3 separate regions of the Mus musculus genome follow, and regions 2 and 3 are each linked to region 1. Evidence: chromatin contacts called from public promoter capture Hi-C data. All regions are on one chromosome and are shown on one strand. The core of a region is the stretch at or near the end of the contact, and the rest is flanking DNA. Distances in the headings are between cores, read along the strand shown.

Evidence for each region. Promoter capture Hi-C pulls out the DNA fragments that hold promoters and counts their contacts.
Region 2: a promoter capture Hi-C map of hippocampal neurons shows a contact between it and region 1, with 4 times the contacts expected there. The contact joins the enhancer-like site here to the promoter of Dynlrb2 in region 1. A contact is called at or near these places in 13 of 39 promoter capture datasets (the 3T3-L1 cell line, embryonic stem cells, hematopoietic stem and progenitor cells and 6 more), 3 of 484 Hi-C or Micro-C datasets (liver, nephron progenitors and pre-B cells), 5 of 115 datasets of contacts at active chromatin or transcription factors (T-cell acute lymphoblastic leukemia, double positive thymocytes, embryonic stem cells and 2 more) and 1 of 9 other capture datasets (macrophages).
Region 3: a contact with region 1 is called in a promoter capture Hi-C map of embryonic stem cells, with 6 times the contacts expected there. The contact joins the promoter of 4930563M20Rik here to the promoter of Dynlrb2 in region 1. A contact is called at or near these places in 10 of 39 promoter capture datasets (the 3T3-L1 cell line, embryonic stem cells, hippocampal neurons and 3 more), 1 of 484 Hi-C or Micro-C datasets (embryonic stem cells) and 1 of 9 other capture datasets (embryonic stem cells).

Annotation. Positions count from the first base shown.
Region 1 is chr8:116,502,857-116,507,566 of GRCm38.p6, forward strand. Dynlrb2 (dynein light chain roadblock-type 2) reads left to right here and starts at 2,159. Exons shown (of 4, transcript NM_029297.1): 1 at 2,159-2,193; 2 at 4,646-4,710. The coding sequence starts at 2,191.
Region 2 is chr8:116,861,163-116,865,872 of GRCm38.p6, forward strand. No RefSeq gene overlaps it. Among named protein-coding and RNA genes, the nearest start is that of Gm51553, 10 kb to the right of the region's middle. Within about 2 kb of position 2,414, at least 79 of the 459 cell types and tissues checked have an H3K27ac peak or open chromatin away from gene starts, as enhancers often do. A contact at or near this core is called in hippocampal neurons, neural tube, second pharyngeal arch cranial neural crest and 1 more, where this site is marked.
Region 3 is chr8:116,798,613-116,803,322 of GRCm38.p6, forward strand. It overlaps 4930563M20Rik (RIKEN cDNA 4930563M20 gene), which reads right to left and starts at 2,800. Exons shown (of 4, transcript NR_046193.1): 1 at 2,514-2,800; 2 at 1,449-1,594.

The DNA.
Region 1 (4,710 bases), core at 909-3,408:
CTGAAGGCTAAGAGTTGCATTGGTGGTTTTTACAAGGAGTTTTCTATTCTTATAGAAACTAATATTTAATTATAAACAACAACAGCAACAAAGATTCCTAATAGTTTCCTACCTCCACTCCTCAGTATGTAAGAATCAAATTAGTGATTCTTTGAATTGGCTTAAGTTAGACAGACAAGCACTTCCTATCCATTATCATGCAAATTGTTTTTCTCTTTAATGAGTGGTAGGATTTTATGTAGGCCAAAGGATTGTGTTCAAATAAATTTCTTTATAATTTATTATCAGTAAATGTTTGATATCTATACCTACTTTTATAAACACAAGACCACATATAATTTTATCTGGGAAGGCTGGATAGGTGACTCAGAGGTAAGAGCACTGGTTGCTCTTGCAGAGGACCTGGCTTCAATTGACAGCACTCATATGGCAGGTTGCAACTGTTTGTAATTCAAGTTCCAGGGGATCCAACATCTTCTGGCCTCTGGGGTCAACACACACACACACCACACACAAACACACACACACACACACAGTGCATGGGCATACATGTAGGCAAAGCACCTATACACATAAAATGAATAATAAATTTGTCGGGGGTGGGAGAAATGGGTTGTAACTGGATAAAGCTTAAGATGCCCTAAAGTAGAGTACTATAATAGGAAAATCTCACAAGGAAAATGAACACAAGATATAAAAAGTGCAGTCCAACTCAATGGTTGCCAAAAGAGTGCCAAAGCTACATAGAAAAGTAAATAAGATACCAAGGGGAAACTCAAGGTCACAGCATTACTGCGATTCTATCAGAATGGAGACAGTCAACAAACAAGAGAGACCCCCTCTTGTTGGGAAGGAAGTTCTGGTTTTTGACAGTTAAGGGCAAGGAAGAGTAAAATATGCCTACGGTTTGGTTTTTCCAAGTGCTTGCAAGTTTTAGTAACTAACACTTTCAGTGGAGTTGAAGGTTATTTAGCACTTAGCATGAATTTAAAGGAAGGGGGAGAGTTGGGAGGTGGTGGAAGGGGTGGAAAGAATTCCCAGTACCTAGGACGGGGCCCGAGAACATGTTGGATTCCTTCAAGGCGCTTTATAAAGCACCACCTTGGATATCCATCATAGTCCCACCCCAAAGAGAAGGCATCAAAATTAAACCAAGCTACCTCCGAGAAATCATTGGAGGGAAAGGTCGATGAGGAGAAAGTGGCTCCCGTTCTCCCCCATTGATTCCCTATGCGCAGAATCAGACTTTACTGCTGGTTGGAAGTCACTTTGGCCACTTCTCTCTGAGCTGTTGTTCTCCTGCCAGAGCTGCTCCTGCTGGAATCCTGCTTGCCTCCCATCACAGCTGTGGATAAAGGCTTCCTCCTCTTCCTTCTTTCTTCCTTCCTCCCTCTTTCTCTTCTGCTTTTTCTTACTTTCCCTCCTCTATCGCTCCCTCCCTTTCTCTCCCTCTCCCTCTCCCCCTCCCCCCTCTCTCATTCTCTCCCCCTGCTGAGTGTGGATCTAACTAGATTCTTCAAGCTCCTGCCTTGCCTTCCCACAATGATTGCGACCTGGAATTGTAAGCTAGACGGAACCCTTTCTCCTCGAAGTTGCTCTTTGTTTGTTTGTTTGTTTGTTTATCACAGCAGCAGAACAAACCCTTTCTAGATCGGCTCAGCTCTAGTACCAAATTCTCAGAGATAAAGTGAAATCGGTTGGTTTTAGGACATGAGCACCTTCCCTGCGTGCTACCATATCCACAGTGTGTTATTGTTTCCCACATGGATAGTTCTATATCTCAGGATGGTATTATTGGCACCCATGTGTGTATCATATATCTCACGTGGGGGCGGTCAAGTGGCTACCTACACTTGCCTGACTCAGGGACAAGTGCCGGCCACATCTCCAGAAAGCATGAAAAAGAAGAAAAGTTAAACCCAGGAGAGACTGTATCCTGCCACGACCCCATCGCCTTGAGGTTCCTGGGAAGGAACGTCCGTGCCTGCCTTCTTTTGCTAGGCTGCAAAGCAACCTGCCACATGCAGGGCGGAAAAGCCGGCTTCAGAAACAGCCTAACCGTTGCGCAGGCGCAGCCCATAGCTTTCAGAAAGCCACTTCCTGCCTGGTTGCCTAGCAACGGGGGAAGCGTTGTTGACATCCACAGAAACTGCAACTCAGACTTGAGCCAGGAGCTGTCCCACAGGCGCGATGGTAAATCTGAGTTCTTGTCTAGAAGGGTAGAGGGGGAGACTCATGTGCACAGCTGTCCTGGGAGGGTCTCACCATTTACTGGATGACAGCTGGAAAGGGCGCTATTGAAAAAACGGGAGGTGTTGAGATGAATCTGGGAGCCAGAAAAGTTTGCAAAGAGCTATGACAGAGGTGGAGAAAGAAAGAAAGATCCCAAGCTGAGAAAGAAGGAGACCAGGAGAACAAAAAAATGGGAAGGGGGCTGGGAGATGAGTAAGAGACAAAGAGGGAAGAAATAAAAACTAGGAGGGGGGGCGAGGAATGGAGAGAGAACGCGGGGAGGAAGGTGGGATGCTACCCCAACCTCGCCTGCACAGAAAAGGAAGGAGAGAGAAGAGAGAAAAAAAAAGGAAAGGGAAAAAGAAAGGCAAAGGGGAAGAGAAGAGAAGGAAGGGGATGGGAGAGAAAGAAACGAAGGAAAAGGGTTGGAGAAAAGGGAAAGGGAGAGGAGGAGGAGGGAAGGAGAGTGAAGGGGAGAGGAGGAGAGGCACAGGAGTGGCCTGGGGACACAGGAGGTTGCAATAGGGGTCTGGGAGTCAGAAGAGAACCACCTTGGAGGAGAGGAAAGGTGAGGAGCAGAGAGCTGAGAGGAGCAGTGGAGGAAGGGAGGAGAGGTCCGTGACTTTGAGGAGCCCCTAAGGCGATCAGAACTGGGCTGGTTTGTGAGTATTCTGTGCCAGACATAAGGAGACCAAGAAATGCCAAGTGTCAGAGAGATACCCCAAGAAAAAAATGTCTACATTTACTGGGGTTTGCGTTTTCTTGGTTGGTCGGTTGGGTTGGTTTGTTTGTTGTTTGGTTTTGGTGTTTGGTTTGGTTTGGTTTTGGTTTTGTCCCAGGCTGTGTATGAGACAAAACAAGTCCCTGGCACTATCAGATTCTTGCTATTACTGTCACTGGCGATGTCTCCTTTTCCTTTCCAGAGGACACCTCAGGCTCAGAGCTTTCGTGTTACTGAAATGTAAACATATGCTCTCTTCCTTTGTTTTCACAGTCCTCTTTATTTGTGACAGCCCGTTTGTGACCTGGGGTGGCCTCTGCAGATGCATTTCTCCAAGCTTTGGGCCATGGTGTAGTTTAAAGAACATGCTAAATTAAATGTTACCAGTGTCCACCATGAGGAAAGCCACTAATCCAGCCTGACATTTCCTCAAAAGACACCTGCCCTGGTGGTGGGAAAAACGAGAAAAGTGCTTGCTCACCTCCACAATGGGTGCAGAAGGAAGCCTGTCTCTGACTGAAGTAACGTAGTGTTCACTTGTGAGATGTTGGGAAAGAAAACAATAGAATAGATTCTCATCACAAAACTGCCTGGCTAAGTGGAGCACGGTAATGCCTGCCTGGAGTCCCAGCACTCAGGAGGCTGAGGCAGGAGGACTGCTGCAAGTTCAAGACCAGGCTGAGCTATATACTGTGAAATCCTATCTCAAAAAAAAAAAAATCCAAAAAAAATGCATATGAGGCTGTGGAGAAAGCTCAGTGGTTAAAAGCATTAGGTTCTCTTGCAGAGGACCCAGGTTCAAGCCTCAGCAACCCCTGATATCTCACAGCTGTCTGTAACTTTATGTCTAAGTGATCTGACACCCTCTTCTGGCCTCCACTGGCCCTACGCATGCACATGGTGCTCAGACATACGTGCAGACAAGCATCCATCCCTATAAAATAATAAACTATATTTTTACAAGAAGTGTAAATAGTCGCAATGTGCTGTTGGGAATAAGACAGCACAGGGAACCGAGTGGTTTTAGTCTCAGCCAGCTCAAAAAGGTAAGCGTAAAACCCAGATGCGAGTCCCTAATGCAGACACCCATAGCCGAACATTCCGCTTCAACCAAGACACAGCCAGGGTGCTCCGGCATCCTGCAATACAATGCTTGCACAGAATTGCCCTTTGTAAGCTTGGTCACCAGAATGAACCCCCAATGGGGGAAACAGAAGTAACTAAGGAGTCTCAGAAAGGGCAGCTTATGGACACTCTCGGAGGATATAGTGATGATCTATAAATATTTAAAAGCCATGACATACGAAAGAAGTGTTTTGTAAGTATGGAAGTGGGAGCTGCTGAATGATGGCCCATGGTAGCTTTCTGGGCAATGTAAAAGCAAGCAAATAAATAAACACTACCCTTCTAGCAAATCAGAACACATAAGCTTTGAGGATCCCTTGTGAGGCTCTCTTGTCTTCATTGGGGCTGAAGCCTGGCAATCTACCTAGGTCACGTGCAAGATGGGGCTTCCTACACAGTCCCCATAAGAGACCTAACAGTTCCAAGCTTACCTTTTAAACTCCGAGCATATCGTCTCCATCTCTCAGTTAAAGAAATAGGGGACCAGGTATGTGCCTAGATAGTCGCTGTAGAGCAGATGTAACCATGGATACCCTTCCGGTTAATGGTAGCCCCGATCTCTTGCAGACAGAAGTGGAGGAAACCCTCAAGAGAATCCAGAGTCACAAAGGGGTCATCGGAACGATGGTGGT
Region 2 (4,710 bases), core at 1,164-3,663, 360 kb after region 1:
GTGATGTGGAGGTGGAGTCAGAGAAGAGGTGGGGAGGGAGGGAAGGAGGGAGGGAGGGAGGGAGGGAGGGAGGGAGGGAGGGAGGGAGGGGAGATGGAAGGAAGGAAGGAAGGAAGGAAGGAAGGAAGGAAGGAAGGAAGGAGTGAGTTCAGACTACAGAACAACAAATACAGGTACAAATCTCAATTAAAAAAAAATCCAAAGAAGTGGATAAAACAACACAATGCTTTTTTTTTAAATTGAGGTAGAGTTTTGATAAATAAGTTTAGCTTGACCTCGAACTTGTGTGGTCCTCCTGTCTTAGCCTCTTGGTTACTAGAATTATAGGTGTGTACATCAAACCCTGCTAAGATGGTTTTTAATGGAGATTTTAGGAAACAAGTTGAGGATTCACACAACAGCACTCTGGAAGTAATAACTTACAGAGGCCAACAAAGAAAAGATCTGTATTACAATTAAAATGCCAAGTAGGTTAGAACTGTTAGAGAAGTTAACAGAAACAATAGAGAAAACGTCTACTGTGTTTGAATGATTTTTTTTAGATAGACAATCCAACAGATATAAGATATACCTGGAGATACACATATTATTTTCCTAAAATGTAAGCAAAGGGGAAAAAACCCATACTAGGATAACAGTCACAAAGGTCTAAGTATAGGAAGCGGGAGGTTAGCTTGAAAATATTATACCCAGCCCAATATTCCTTCCTCAAGATAAACAAGATTCATGAATCATTACTGAACAATTTAAAAATGTAATCCAGGTATTAAGAGATGGCAATTCACTAGGCAGTGGTGGGGCATGCCTTTAATCCCAGCACTTGGGAGGCAGAGGCAGGCAGATTTCTGAATTCGAGGCCAGCCTGGTCTACAGAGTGAATTCCAGGACAGCCAGGGCTACACAGAGAAACTCTGTCTTTGGGGGGTTGGGGGGGGGGGGAGAAGAGAGTCAGAGTCTCAGGAATACAAACAGGGGAAACCTGGGATGCTGATAAACACCCAGAATTCCAGCACTCAGAGGTGGAGGCAGGAGGATTAGAAGTTCCAGGTCCTCCTTAGCTATATAGCAAATCTAAAACCAGCCTGGGCTTCACGAGAGCCTGTTTCGCAAACCACAACAGCATCCACCACACAAAACAAAAACTGAGGGTGAGTGATAAGGCGTGTGTCTAAACACAGATTATGGAGCCCTTGGCATGGCTCAGGTAGGTAAAAGCCCTTGCCAACAAGGCTGTGCCAACTTGTCCTTTGACCTCTAAAACCAAGCAGCAGGAGAGCAAGAGAACCAGAGAGGGAGAGAGGGAGGGAGAGAAGGGAGAGAGGAAGAGGAGAGGGAAGGAGAGGGAGAGGACACGGTGGTCTATAACTTTAGTTCCAGGGTATCCAATACCCTCTTCTAGCCTCTGCTGGCACCAGACAAATGCATGGTGCACAGACATATGTGCAGGCAAGACACCCATACACATAGAATAAAAATAATAATTAAAAGAAAATTTAAGTGGAGGCAAAAGGACAGAGGTTCAAGGCCAGCCTGTCTTTTTAAAAATACAGATAAGTAAATAACCAACAGTAAAGAAGGATGGGAAATACATTTATGAAACTCAACATTGATGATATAAAAGTGAAAAATTAAAAGTAACCATAATATAACTTACAAATCAAGAAGCAAAAGAAGGGGAGGGAGGAAAGATTCGTGCTAAACGCTTTCTGATTCCCTAGCAGGAATTAATTAACTAGCTAAAATTGAAACCCTGAGCTTTAAAAAAAAAAAAAAATCTCCAACCACTTAATTCACCCCTTTCTGTCTCCTCCCCCTTCTCCATTTTCTTTTTGAGTCCTTCTCAAAGGAATAAAGAATATTTTATTGTACATCCTGTAGTAAAATTAATTTACTTAAAATTCAACAATTCTTCCCATTTCACTGTAGTTTCTTGGATCCAAATAAAATTTCTAAAGTGATTCTTTTTTTTTTATCTTAAAAGCACCTATTTTAAGTCTCGTTTTAATAAGATAGTTATTCTTTTCCTCTAACTGCATATACCCATACAATAAGATACACCTGCGTGATGTCCGTTCTCTGTTAACTATGGTACTTTCTTCTCCGTAGTGAGATTTTTGGTTTTCTCCAGTGTGAAGTTTATTGCATCTTTTGATTTTTCTTCACACAAGTGCGTTGCCTCCCCAAAGGTGGTGACTGGCTGCCTGGGATTGATGGAGCCGAGGCCGGAGGGAACAGCAGAGGAGGAGGCTTGGCAGGGGAGGGAGCCCGGGCTCCGGAGAGGCAGGAACCTGTCCAGGAGGCTGCTGGCCGCAGGCTGACCTACTTTCTCGGTCGGGTTTGCAGCCAGCGCTACCGCGCAGCCTGAAGCGGAGCAGAAGCCGCGGAGGGAGCCAGGCGGGCTGCGCGCCAGGTTTTTCTGCGGGCGCCAAGGGCTGTGGGCTCCTTCCAACCCGCTTGCTTCCTGGCGGGACATCCCCTGCAGATGGAGGCCAGGCTTCGAGAAAGAGGACCAACCGTCTTCCTCCCGCCTACTGCGGTAGCCCCACGGACCTCTCCTTTCACCTTGGAGAAGACTAGACCCTCGCGGAGACTCTGGGGCCCTGACCTCTTCAGTCCAGGTCCCCTCTGATTTCCATGGCCTAGGGACATCCTCATGGCCACAGCACAAGCCCAGGTCCTTCCGGGTCCGGGTGGCTCAGAGCACCTGCTAGAAGACTAGGAAGCTGCTGGATTTGTCCCAAAGGTTCTGGCTCTTTCCAGCCCTTGTCCTTGGACGAATCAGTGACACCTGGGAGTCTCTGTTTGTTTCTTCCTTCCTTCCTTCCTTTCTTTCTTTTTTTTTTTTTTTTTTTTTTGTTATTTCGTGGCAGGGTTTCTCTGTGTAGCCCTGGCTGTCCTGGAACTCACTTTGTAGACCAGGCTGGCCTCGAACTCAGAAATCCACCTGCCTCTGCCTCACGAGTGCCGGGGTTAAAGGCGTGCACCACCATGCACGGCTTCTTTCTTTCTTTTTAATGAAGATGCTATCTTCACCTCAGCCTCACGGTGGAGATGTTAGAGAAAGCAACACGTGTGTGAGTGCCTGACAGTCCACTGCAATTGGGGTGTGCCTGGTGAAAAATGGAGGTTCGGAAGAAGTTCCCTGGTGGGGCTCCTCTGGTCCCTGCAGGCCAGGCTTTTCATGATGGACAGCTGGTCTCCAGTGTTTATGTCATCCTAGACAGAGTCCTGAGGGAACGCCTCCTTCCTGCAGTATTCCTTATGAGATACTTTGGCCTCCTGTCCAGTGCCTAAAGATGTATGTTGTGGGTTATTGGTATCGAAATAAAAAAATAAGAGGCCAGCTGGCCTGACAACCTGAGTTCCAACACCTTTAAGGTGCCTAGCATGGAATGTGCCCATAAGAAAGAAAGGTTGGTCACAAATGGGTGAAAGGCAGAGAAGGGACCATACAGGAAGAGTGGGTAGTGGCCATCCACACACCGCACAGGGCAGTGGATGCTGGTCTGGGTTTTCTTGGCAAGATGACACATTTAATGTTTGAGAGCTGAACCTAGTGTTCCATGGATGGTTTCCTAGAGCTCCGTGAACCTCCCCAAAGAGTATGTGTGATAGAACACATTTCTGAAGAATAGTGCCCGTACCTTCACTGAGATTTCCAGAGGGACTCATTGTGCCAAAGGCTGAAAGCTGTTAACAGCATGATTTCAAGTAAGCCTGGGAAGTCTTAGTATATCCCAGCATCAGTGCCAGGACACTAGCCTCTGGTTATATGGTTTCCCATCTGGCTTGCCTCTAGGAAGAGAACACAGGAAGCTGTTTATAAGGGTCACTCGGGCCTCGTGAGAGCTGTATTTCTCACTGCAAAGAGAAAGAGAGGTAGAGACAGAGATGGAGACAGAAACAGAGTCAGAAACGAAGACAGAGAGAAACAGAGACAGAGAGAAACAAAGACAGAGAGGGATAGAGAGAGACAGAGTCAGAGACAGAGAGAGACAGAGTCAGAGAGAGACAGAGACAGAGTCAGAAATGGAGACAGAGAGAGAAAGGGAGAGAGACAGAGACATACAGAGAGAGACAAAGTCAGAAACGGAGACAGAGAGAGACAGGGAGAGAAACAGAGAGACAAAGAGACAGAGATAGACAGAGAGGGGGGGCAGAGAGAGAGAGAGAGAGAGGGAGAGGGAGAGGGAGAGGGAGATGGAGATGGAGATGGAGATGGAGATGGAGATGGAGATGGAGATGGAGATGGAGATGGAGACCCAGAGGAAAGAAACTACATAACCCTAGGTAAAGAGCAGCAAAACCCGGGGTAATAACTAACCATCTAAGTGTGTGTTCTGGGGTGTTCCTGTAAGGTAGAAAAGCTATGTTCTCAGGGACTCGAGATTTATTGAGATAAAATTACTTCATTCCCATGTCTGCCTTCCCTCCAATACAGTGAGCTCTTCACACTGATACCAAGCACTGCAAACGCCATCTGTTCCAGTAACTGTGGGGTATTGGGATACAATCTAGATGCCCCCTCCCATGATCCTGGCAAGAACCCCGCCTCCACACCCGACCACATCAAGTGAATACAAAATCAACTTCTTGGAAGACCCCTCTGGACAGAGAGGTTAGGCATAGAAGTACTAGCCACATCAGATCCACCTAACGTCTTCCTCCATCATTGCAAATGATGATGACAACATAGGAGTGAACAGAGAC
Region 3 (4,710 bases), core at 1,550-4,049, 300 kb after region 1:
AGAAAGAAAGAAAGAAAGAAAGAAGGAAAGAAAGAAAGAAAGAAAGAAAGAAAGAAAGAAAGAAAGAAAGAAAGGGAGGGGAGGGGAGGGGAGGGGAGGGGAGGGGAGGGGAGAGACGGAGGGAGGGAGGGAGGGAGGGGAAGGAGTGGAAATGGGAGAAGGGAGAGGGGAGGGAGGGAAAAAGAAAAGAATATGACCAAAGACACATATGCAAAAAGATTGAAGTATAGAGGATAAAAACTGTCCACCTCCTATACAACAGGCCACGACCTTTAGACACTGATCAGGAGAAGTCTGGAAGCAGTGGGCCCAGAATGTGGCCAAGTAGTTAGAACCCTGAGTCACCCACTTCTGCCTTTCTCTTTCTTCCATGTTGAGTTCTACTCGCAAGTAACATTTTTTTTACATTGTCAATCTATCCAGGCTCGACTGTAAGATCTGTAAAGAGAGTCGGAGAAATGGCTCAGTTAAAAGTACTTGCTGCTCTCCCAGAAGACCTAAGTCTGGTTCCAGGACTCAAAACAAGCGGCTCATTACTCCCTGTAACTCTAGTTCTAGGGAATCTGGTGCCCTCTTCTGGCCTCCTTGGGCACTGCACCATGTAGTGTGCACATAAATACAGAGAGAAAGGGAGAAGGAGAGGGGGAGGGGGAGGGGGAGAGAAGGAGGGGGGAGGGGGAGGGGGAGAGAGGGAGGGGAGGGGGAGAGAGGGAGAGGGAGAGAGGGAGGGGAAGGGGGAGAGGGGGAGGAGAGGGAGAGGGGGAGGGGAGGGGGAGAGAGGGAGGGGGAGGGGGAGAGAGGGAGGGGGAGGGGAGAGGGGGAGAGGGAGAGGGAGGAGACTGACAGACTGACCAACCTCTAAAAAGATCTGGGTAAAACCTATCTATGGGGCAACTTTCTCTCAAGATCTCAACCCTAAGTAGAGTGCTTGGCCTCGGGTACCATGTCTTGTGAATTTAAGTATGTTTTCTGATATGCTTGAGCTCCATCCATTCATTCCCTCTCTCTACATAGCCCAGTTTCTCACGTGTTTCATTTACAGGCATGAGTCATCTATACGTCCTTTATTGTGGTGGTACTGTGACAAACCTTCATGCTTATTCCAGTTTCATTCTGAAATAACATGCTGACCAAAAACAACTTGGGTAAGGAAAGGGTTAATGTGGCTTACCCTTTCAGGTCACAGTTCATTTCTGAGGGAAGTCAGAGCAGAAACCTGGAGGCGGGAACCATAAAGCCAAAGTGCTTGTTAGATCACTTCCTGGCTTGCTCACTCTCTTGTGCCTCCCTGGCATCCTTACTCAGCCCAGGTCTACATGTCTAGGAAATGGTACCATCTACAGTGGACTGGGTCCTTTGGACAATCACCTATATTAGTCAGGGTTCTCTAAAATCATAGAACTTATAGAATGTCTCTATATATTAGGGAACTTATTATTATGACTTACAGTCTGCATTCTAACTAACCCAACAATGGGCAGCTGTGAACAGGAATTCCAAGAATCTAGTAGTTGCTCAGTCCCGCGAGGCTGGGTGTTTCAGCTGGTCTTCTGTATAAGCTGGAATCCTGAAGAAGCAGGTTCCAACAGATGTGCTGGCAAGTAAGTGCAAGCAGACGAAGAAGAGTGAGCCTTCCATCTTCCACTGTCCTTATGTAGGTCTCCAACAGAAGGTGTGGCCCAGATTAAAAGTATGTATCACCACACCTGGATTTGGAACTTTCTCTATCTCAGGCTAGCCCTGAACTCAGAGATCTGCTCGGCTAAGTCTCCTGAGATAAAAGTGTGTACTACCTTGCCTGGGCCTAAGCATTTCACGGCCACTATGCCTCAAGATCTGGATCAAAACCATGTCAATGTCCAGCTCAGAAGTCTGTCTTTCAGTCTCAAGATCTGCATCACAGGTGTGCCCTCCATTTCCAGACTGTAGTGCATTCCAGATATAGTCAAGTTGACAACCAGGAATAACCATCACATTACCCTTCCCCAGAAATACCCACAGTCCAATTTGATCTAGGAAATTCCTAAACCAAGGCTTCCCCGCCAGTTGGCATCTAGGCTGGGTCGTGTTGCCAATGTATACTAACTAGGGCACATAAGTGTGTGCGCTTCCTAGAGTCCACTGCTAAACATTTATGAGCACTTCACTGTCTAAAATATTTTTTGGGTTACCAAAAATAAGCATGATTTGCAAATGTAGCTACAGCTGAAGAAACCAAGCGGCTCCGGGGAAGGGGTCACTAGAGCGAAAATGAGAAGGTCGACAGAAAAGGTCCCTTTTTCTAAGTGGGGCAAAAAGGAAGTAAGCCCATCTGTTCTCTGTCGGCGCCTGGTGTGGTCGGAACCCGTGGGAGGCTGCGTCCTCATCTGGAAGGCACCACCACACAGAGACAGCAAGGAATCCGAGAATAAAACGTTCAAAGGACCATCTCTACAGTTAGCTTTCCTGGTGATTTTAAATTGCCTAGATCCCCAGAGGCCACACAGAAAGCAATGAGGTCCTATGATGCCTACCTGCCTGAACCTCCTGCGGGTCACCCAAGGCTTTGAGCTTCGTCCCCTACACTGTGGGTAAACGTGGTGAGACAGACTTCCCGTGAATGGAAAACACTGCTTGTTCATTTCTAATGCGATTATATGATCATTTCATATAATTTTAAGTTTTAAGAAGAGATAGTCTTAAAAGGGGGAAAGTCCAGGGAGTATTAGGAAACTTGGGTGCTTCATCAAGTCCAGGTTTTAAAACCAAACTTAAAAATAAAAGCGTGCGCGCCCGAGCGCCGGGTCTTACGTATGCTCATACATACGTGTGTACGTACGTACGTACGTGCGTGCGTGCGTGCGTGCGTGCGAGCATGCCTGTGTGCCTGCGCACGCATGCGTGTATGAGTGCGTGTCTGTGCGCATGCCTGCCTACGTGCTTGCGGATGTTCGTGCATGTGTGCGTGCGTGCTTAAGTACCAATATGCCTGCGTGCACGTGCCTATGATGGCTGGAGAGCAACTTTGGCTCAAGTGTCATCCATCGACTTCTTTGGAGCAAGGTCTCTCGCTGGCCTGAAGCTTGCTGGTTAGGCTAGGCTAAGCTAGCTGGCAGCAATCCCTGGAAATCCTCCTGTCTTCGCGTCCCCAAAGCTGGGATTATTAGCTCAAGCCTACATGCATGCCACTTAAATTCAGCCATCTGCCTCACACCCCCCAAATGCGTTTTTACATGCCGCCTGTGTTTTACTTTGAGTGCATTTGGGTCTCATTCCTTAAACATATTTCTACGGCTTTATTTCTTAAGTGTGTGCCCTTTATCATTCTTTTTGGGAAAGAGGACAGAAATCATCTGGATATTATTCGCTGAAAGACAACCTGGCTTTTTGTTTGATTCTGGCCTTTATTATGAAAGCCTCTGAGAGACAGATGATCTTTGAGCTTCATTTCCTTCCTTACGATGGAAACTTTCTTGTGGAACCTCTCCAATGCATTACCTAGGAACGGTCTCCTTGGGCTGCAAGTCAAGATGCCAGGAATAATGTTTCCCTGTTACTGAGGAAGGACCTGCCCTGCCCCACTCACAGTTTAAGGGGACATGGTCCTTCACAGGGAAGGAAGGCAGTGAGTGGCTCTGTGGTGGCAGCAATGTACAGCAGCTAGTCAAATCAGGGGCAGAGAAAGGGGTGGCCAGAGCCAAGCCAGTTTTCACCTTTCTCCTTTATATTGAATCAGGGACGCGATCCACTACATTCTAGGTGGGCTTAAAGTGCCTTGGAATCGCCTTTATAGATCCACACTAATGGCCTAGGTATAATCTTAATCTAATCAAGTTAACACTCAAAATTAAACAACGTGGGGTCTAGGGACATGGTTCAGCAGTTGAAAGTACTTACTAACCTTGCAGAGGACCAAGGTTCCAGTCCCAGCACCCACATGGTGGCTCACAACCACTCATAACTCCAGGGGTCCTGACACCCTCTTCCGGACTCTTAAGCACCAGATATAAATATGGTGAACATACATGTATGTAGGTAAAACACCTATACACATAAGGTAAAAAATAGATTTTTAATTGAGCACCATAGAAGGAGGTTATCAAGTTTACACACTACTATAAACTGCCCCAGCCTCAGCAGGAAAGTGACTCTCCATCTAGCGAAGCGAGTGTCTACAGTTCCTGCTCAGAGAGGCAGGGTATGGAGGGAAGAATGTTCCAGAACTTTCAGAGACTGTTATCTATTGATCTTCCAGTAATTGAACCAGATTAACCTTAGGTCTAGGTTTACAGATGATTTCTTTCAACATTGAGCTTCACAGAGGTTAACTTCTAGATGGATAGCAATCCCACTCCACTGGTTTAAATGAGCAATGTCCCCATAGGCTCACATTGGTGAGACTCTCTGGGGAAGTTGTAGAACCCTTTTGAGGTGGAGCCTTGCTGGAGAAGGTAAGTCAGTGGGGTAGGGTATGAGAGTTTGTAGCCTCACCCACTTCCTGATTTCCCTCTCTGCTTCCTGTTTGTGGTTGAAGATGTGATTTCTCAGCTTCCTGCTCCAGGAAACCAGTAAGCACCAACCCCCTCCATCCCCTCTGCATCAGTTCCTGCCTTTAGGTTCCTGCTCTGTTTGAGTTCCTATTCTGACTTCCCTGATGATGAACAGTAACGAGGAAGAGTAAGCCAAATAAACCCTTTGCTTCCCAAGTTGTTTTTGGTCATGGTGTTTATC